Linked DNA regions of Danio rerio: region 2 is linked to region 1. Evidence: chromatin contacts called from public HiChIP or PLAC-seq data. All regions are on one chromosome and are shown on one strand. The core of a region is the stretch at or near the end of the contact, and the rest is flanking DNA. Distances in the headings are between cores, read along the strand shown.

What was found. HiChIP or PLAC-seq counts read pairs in DNA pulled down with a chosen protein or histone mark.
Region 2: an H3K4me3 HiChIP or PLAC-seq map of embryo shows a contact between it and region 1, with 3 times the contacts expected there. The contact joins the promoter of ankra2 here to the promoter of hexb in region 1. A contact is called at or near these places in 4 of 18 Hi-C or Micro-C datasets (caudal fin, fibroblasts, hematopoietic stem cells and 1 more) and 2 of 4 datasets of contacts at active chromatin or transcription factors (caudal fin and embryo).

What each region holds. Positions count from the first base shown.
Region 1 is chr5:35,237,568-35,241,371 of GRCz12tu, forward strand. It overlaps hexb (hexosaminidase B (beta polypeptide)), which reads right to left and starts at 2,077. Exons shown (of 14, transcript NM_001114845.2): 1 at 1,744-2,077; 2 at 1,430-1,578; 3 at 1,086-1,151. The coding sequence starts at 1,985.
Region 2 is chr5:35,603,834-35,607,846 of GRCz12tu, forward strand. ankra2 (ankyrin repeat, family A (RFXANK-like), 2) reads left to right here and starts at 2,407. Exons shown (of 9, transcript NM_213129.3): 1 at 2,407-2,496; 2 at 3,152-3,525; 3 at 3,614-3,772; 4 at 3,866-3,931. The coding sequence starts at 3,273.

The DNA.
Region 1 (3,804 bases), core at 827-3,326:
CATATTACACCCTGTTAAGCATTTCCTTTCATGCAGACACTATTAAATGTCATTAAGAAAAATATTTCAAGGCTTGTCAGTATGTTAGGAGTTTGTACAATGTATTTTTGTACTTTTTTCAGATTTTCAAAGATATACTCAGCAAAGCTGTATTTTTAATAAGTCAAGCTAACACATTATTGTATTCAAATAATGTATTTTCTTTGCTCTGCCATACCATTCCCAATGTTTTTTTTAAATACATTGGATTTGAATTTTGACCTTAAAGCAACACAGAGCAATAAAAAGCAACAATTATTAAGTCAGAAAAGAAATGCAAACAAAACAAACAAAAAAAGATTTTGAAAACCATTACTACTTCAGTTCCTCCAGCATTATTCATGGGTTAACAATGTTACACATACATTTCTAGGCCAGTGGGCACAAGCAATAAGGTGATCTTGCAGACGAGGACAGGGTTATACCTTTAAACTGTTATCCTTGACATTTGACAGGAAATTAAAAAAGGTTTTCAGGTGGCTTCGAATCCAGCATTGTCATCAGATAGATTGCGTCTCTCTAAATGTAAAGTGCTAGAAAATTCTGAAAGCCAGTATTTAAAAATGGGGTTTTGATGCTTTTTTTCATTGACAAAGAATTATTGTTTTAGCTATCATCATACCATATTGGACATGTAAAGTTTTTTTATGCATTTTTCGTGTTGTTAAGAAATTTGTATTTTTGAGACTAATGAAGAGTGCAGAAGTCAATGATTTATTTTCACTATGTAGCCTGACATGTTTACTGCACCAAAATATTAGAAATATTTCTTAAAAATAAAATATAATGTGTTCAATGGGGGAAAAGTTATTATTTTTTACCCATTTGAAATAACTTATTTTAGAGCAGTAATTACGACACCATGGTAAAAATGTTATCCTACCGCCAGAAACTTAAATGAATTATACATTTATTAATTTTATTTTTTGCAATAAAATCACTTATGATTAATTTAATACATCCTTTTTAATGTTGTGCATGTCCAAGCGAGTGCTTGTTTGTGGTATTTACTGTACAGCTCCATTTCATTGTGAAGTTTTGCTTACCTCGCAAAGCTCCCCATACATTAGCAGCTTTGAGCACAGCTGAGGTTTCATCAACCGACAGCGAATCTACAAAGAGAAAGCATATCTTTACACAACTAAAACACTGACTGGTTTATACCAACACTGTTTAAAGTTGATATCCTGATGCAGCTTCTCTGATAACATCCCAAGAAAAGTGTTTACATTAAACTTGGGTCAAGTGTTACTACATCTAAAAAGAGCTTCTATATTACGGTAATTCGTTAACCGGATTAGACCTCCGACAGTCTGTTAGTGGATTTGGCCATCTTCTTTCGGATTACAGATCATTGAGGATCACGGAGGCGGAAGAGAAAAGAGCTCACATGACTCGTCGGTTCGAAGACTCGGGTAACCGTCGCACTCCGGATCAGCTGATGTGATCCATACCTGCAGCTCCGAGAGATCTGAATCAAACGCTTTCTTTCGGCTTTTCTCCTGCCTTTTCAGCTCTCCAAACATGTATTCAAAATATCTGCAAGGCAAAGCAGTCAGTTCATGACTCTGCTTACTGTATATATTGACAGGGAGCTCACATGAATCACGTGCTAATACTTCCTGTTAAGGCAAAACCGCAGCGCCATTCATAACACAATATCGGCGTAAATGCGATCGAGAAATATTATACAGTAACAATTACCTGCGAAATGCATTCTCGAGTAGACTGCAGCTCGGTCCGGCGGTGGACTGTTTGGCGTGGACGATTTGAAAGCTGGCGGCGCTGAGTTTAAAAGCGACCGCGGACGACTGGTATTTCTGCGGTAGAGGCCATAGAGAGATTTCATCCAGCTCTTTCTGTTTTTCAAAAAGATCTCCAAAAAGCCAGCCGTGACATACGGCTACCACCAAAAACAGAGGGGTAAACTTGAGCAGACAGAGCATGGTTGTGTTGAGCGGTCAGCTGACTGACTCTGCTTCCAGTCTGAGCGGAGGACTGTTCGTGTGTGTGTGGATGTGCTGTGCGAAGCTCAAAGCCAAAGGCGGTGTTTACCTCGACTCAACCCAAGTCATGGGACCTTCCAAACCGTCACACCTTCCCCTCCTAAAGAACATTTGACCTGCACAGATTACCAAACCTCAGCGTTTTATCTCTCGAGCAAAATAGTTAAATGTAGGCTACACAAATGAAAAAAATCTGTATGCGGTAATACTTGTGTTTCTGAACCATGTATGGTAAATTGATGTGGTAATTATATATTATATGGCTTTGGTAATACAACAACTATAGTAATAATATAGAAATATATGACCCATTTTAGTTTTGTGCAGTTTACTGTAGTGAAGACTAAAGTATGCTAAACGGCGAAATACAGTTTACTATAGTCAATATTACAGCATAATTACAGTAATACTTATGGCAAACCTTAGCTGAAGTAGCAATTACTGGCTTATTATATCATTATTAAGATATTGGCAGTTTATTAAAGTAAGATCACTTTCTACATCCAAAAACACAACTACTACCTTACTAACTTAAAAAGCTACATATAGTGCTTTATTGAGCTAACTGTTTGTTAATGGTTTGTTAATAGTGACAAATGTACCCTATGGTTAGCAGTGTCGCCTCACAGCAAGAAGGTTGCTGGTTTGAGTCCAAGCTGGACCACGAGGCATTTCTGTGTAGAGTTAGCATGTTTTCACCGTGTCTGCCTGGGTTTCCTCTTGGTGCTCCGGTTTCTCCCACAGTCCAAAGATATGTGGTGTTGGTTAATTGAATAAATTAAATTGGTCATAATGTGTGAATGGCAGAGTGTGAGTGTTTGCCAGCACTAATGGTTACACCTTCTCTGTGTAAAACATATGAGTAATTGGTGGTTTTATTCCACTGTTGTGACCTTTGATTAAGCAGGGATATTGAAAGTGACACTACTATACTAAACTACTAAAGTTTGTACACTACTATAATTTTTACGACAAATCACTATAGTATTTTATCATGTGGGTAACTTGCAAAACTGGATAGTGAAACAAGAAAAATGGCTGAGGGGAAAATACAATCGTTCTACAATTGCCACAGCTAAAACAGCTAAATCCTTTTTACAGTTTGCAAGATGAGTCAATTAAAACAGAGGTGACAGACTTCAAACATGTTTCAAAATAAGTCATTAAAATGGTAACGCTCTCAGCAAAATGTGTATTTCCATAGCACAATAATTGCTAAATGTCTGATATCATGGTATTTAAATCAAAAAGAGGGACAAATTGAAATGCTCTTTTGTAAAACTAGTTGCTTTAATTATCTTCCACTCCTGGTTACTGTATTACTGCAAACTTACTCTGGCTTTATGTGTACACTACACTCTCTTAGTTTTGGACAGTTTCAGTCTTTAGTTTTTCTTCAGATTAGTCCCTTTATTTATCTGGTGTCGCCACAGCAGAATGAACTGCCAACTTATCCAGCATATGTTTTACACAGCAGAGGCCAAGCAGCTGCAACCCAGTACTAGGACACATCCATACACACTCATTCACACACATACACTACGGCCAAATTTGTTTATTTAATTCACCTGTACGCCATGTCTTTGGACTTTAGTGGAAACCGGAGCACCCAGATCAATATGCAAACTCCACAAAGAAATGCCAATTGACCCAGTTGGTTTTCAAATCAGCAACCTTCCTGCTGTGAGGCGACAGTGCTAACCACTGAGCCATCGTGTTGCCTGTCTTTGACAGTATAACGCTCTGAATACTTTTATTT
Region 2 (4,013 bases), core at 1,157-3,656, 370 kb after region 1:
TCATAGCTCTTCACTTTTTCCACATTTTTTATGTTACAGCTTTATTCCAAAAAAAGAGCAAATTAATTTATTTCCTCATAATTCTACACACAATACCCCATAATGACAATGTGAAACAAGATTTTTGTATTAATTATTGCAAATGTATTAAAAATTAAAAAAATTAAAAATCACATGTACTTGAGTATTCACAGCCTTTGCTCAATACTTTGTTGGTGCACTTTTGGCAGCAATTACAGCCTCAAGTCTTTTTGAATATGACGCCACAAGCTTGGCACACCTGCCTTTGGGAAGTTTTGCTCATTCCTCTTTGCAGTATCTTTCAAGCTTTATCAGGTTGGATAGGAAGTGACGGTGTACAGCCATTTTCACATCTCTAAAGAGATGTTCGATAGGATTTAGGTCTGGGCTCTGGGTGGGCCACTCAAGGACATTCACCAAGTTGTTGTAAAGCCACTCCATTGATATTTTGGTGGTGTGTTTTGGGTCATTGTCCTGCTGGAAGACGAACTGTTGCCCCAGTCTGAGGTCAAGAGTACACTTAAGCAGGTTTTCATTCAGGATGTCTCTGTACATTGCTGCATTCATCTTTCCCTCTATCCTGACTAGTCTTCCAGTTCCTGCTGCAGAAAAACATCCCCACAGCATGAGGCTGCCACCACCACGCTTCACTGTAGGGATGGTATTAGCTTGGTGATGAGCGGTGCCTGGTTTTCTCCAAACGTAACGCCTGGCATACACTCCAAAGAGTTCAATCTTAGTCTCATCAGACCAGAGAATTTGGTTTCTTATGGTCTGAGAGTTCTTCACATGCCATTTGGCAAATTCCAGGTGGGGAGTGGCTTCCGTCTGGCCACTCTACCCTACAGACAGACAGAATGACCATCGGGTTATTGATTTCCTCCCTGACTAAGGCCCTTCACCCCCGATCAGTCAGCTTGGATGGCCGGCCAGCAAAGAGTACTGGTGGTTCCAAACATCTTCCACTGTGCTCATTGGAACATTCAGAGCAGCAGAAATTTTCCTGTAACCTTCCCCAGCCTTGTGCCTCGAGACGATCCTGTCTCAGAGGTCTACAGACAATTCCTTTGTCTTCATGCTTGGTTTCTGCTTTGACATGCACTGTCAACCCTGGGACCTAACATAGACAGGTGTATGCCATTTCAAATCATGTCCAATCAACTGAATTTACTACAGGTGAACTCCAATTAAGCTGCTAAAACATCTCAAGAATAATCAGTGGAAACAGAATGTAGCTGAGCTCAATTTAGAGCTTCACGGCAAAGGCTGTGAATACCTATGTACATGTGATTTTTCAGGTTTTTTATTTTTAATAAATTTGCAGCAATTTAAACAAAATCTTTTCACCTTGTTATTAAGGCGTATTATGTGAAGAATATTGAGGAAATAAATGAATTCAATCCATTTTGGAATAAGGCTGCATCATAAAATTTGTGGAAAATTGAAGCGCTGTGAATACTTTCTGGATGCATTGTATGTCACAAACTATAAATTAATAATAATTATACAAAATAAGCAGCAGATGAGCATAGAAACTATATAGAAAATAATGTGGTAAAATAAATGTCCATATTTTAAAGACATTGCATGGAACAATGGATTTTTTCAGTGCTTTCTGACTGGTTTAGTGTAGATCACTGATTTTTAAAGAAACCAGATGTTAAATGTAGCGATTTTGCAATGGCAAGACAGTTTACCAGAAGCACTTGAGCCAACTTAATGAAAATTAAAAGTCTGTGCACATAGTAATAAACTAGTTATTATAATATAATAATATTACTATTATTAATGATGATGTTTTGTTGTTGTTGTTGTTGTTGTTTAGTCATTTAGAAATAGTTTAGAAATGGTAGTTTAGTTTTTTGAAATGGTGTTTTTGGATAAACAGTGCCCAAGAAACTTATTTTCTGTCGTTGGCTTTTTATTTTATTTTATACATTTTCTTTGAAAAAGTGACCTCTGCATGGATTTATTTTACTTTGTTTTATGAAGATAGAAACTTATAAATAATTTACTTCAGTCCACTAACCATTTAACTACAGCCTGTTTATTGAGTTGCTAAAACAAATTACACCAGTTCACACACAATCTACTATAGGCCTATATGTGTGTGCGTGTGTGTGTAGTACACACATACACACACACACACACACACACACGGAGAGAGGGAGAGAGAGAGAGAGAGAGAGAGAGAGAGAGAGAGAGAGAGAGAGAGAGAGAGAGAGAGAGCAAGCACACATATATAATAACTTTACCAACAATTAAAATTATGAGCGCAATTAAAAAATTATGAACTATAATGAGCGCAATATAATTTCAAATTACACCCTTTGTATTTTGTTATAGTTTAATATTTTCATCTTCCACAGCCACATGCAGCCGCTTGACTCCGCCCTCTCAGCGTTCGAAAAAGCTTTATTTACAGTTTACTTCAAGGACAACCCGTCATTTCAAAACAAACGATATTAATAAACGGTAGGTATATATGATTTCACTATTAATATAGACGACGCTTTTCAATTGATTAAAATGTTTCACAACATGTACAGTTGTCGATGTTTATGCTGAAGTCATTAGATAGTATCCTTAGCCCTTTAATTCTGCATAAGAAATCAAGCTAAGTAAAGCTGACAAATGAATTAGCCCGGTGTGCTCTCTCGCAATCTGATTTCTGTCTGATCTAAAAAAAAGGCTGGAACTGAGATATATCAGTACACTATATGTTCCATTTCCAGCGCAATATATCTGTTAGCGGTCGTTAGCTGGTTGGCTAACCAGGGTTGTTTTGGTCATTGACATTAAACGTGTTCAGTTGTGTACGTTCGTTACGGGAATGGGAGGTGATGTACGTTATTGTCCAGGATTAAAGAGCTTTTATTTCCAAACGAGCAGAGTTTAAAATTAAATTATATAATCTTATCAGTTATAAACCATAACAATATTTGTTATAACGTTACCATTAGTCTATTATTGCTGTTAGTGACTGCTTTGTGGTTATAGACCCAACATGAGAAATCACCAATGTTGAACGCTTTTAAATTAGCTAACAAAACTACAGTTGTAAATGTGAGCTACAGTTTGTGTGAAATTAATCTGATTATTCACCGTTTTCCACTATCTAAATACCCAGGTAGAAAAGCTTCTTTCTACATGGGGCCAAACATCAAGTTACCATAAGGGGTTTATTATATCTACGGAACCTGCTCTGGAACTGTTAGCTTCATTGAAATACTGCAAATCCTGAGTGGTCAATGGCATCAGAGGAGATGGAGGGTTTGTGCCCCTTACCAGAGGTGACGGGCATCAAAGTGGAGCCATCAGTCAGCATTGGCTCGACAGAGGATGCCAGCTCACAGAACGCCATGGGCATAAAGTTTATATTACCCAATCGCTTTGACATGAACGTGTGCTCACGCTTTGTGAAGTCGCTGAACGAGGAAGACAGTAAAAATATCCAGGACCAGGTGAACTCTGATCTGGAGGTGGCTTCTGTTTTATTTAAAGGTAAAGCAAATAAATGGAGCCAAATGACCAACTTTTACTGTCATGAGTGTCATTCATATGCCTCGTCTCTGCCTCTTTCTCTTTACAGCGGAGTGTAATATTCAAACCTCTCCGTCACCTGGTATTCAGGTTAGGCATGTGTACACGCCATCGACCACCAAACACTTCTCTCCCATCAAGCAGTCCACCACTCTCACTAACAAACACCGTGGGAATGAGGTCTCATCCACTCCCTTGCTTGTTCACTGTAAGTCTTCACATCATATTTGTCAACCTCCTTTTTAAAATAAATCATAAGCATAACTTAATTTAAATTACTGCTCTTTCAAATCTGTTCTAGCACTGTCGATACATCAGTTGGCAGCACAAGGAGAGATGGTGTTTTTAGCAAGTCGAATAGAACAAGGCAAGTTTATTTATTTTGTAAAACAGGGTTTCCATGGATAATGGAATATCATGGAATTTTGAAAGCCAATTTTCCCAAGTCA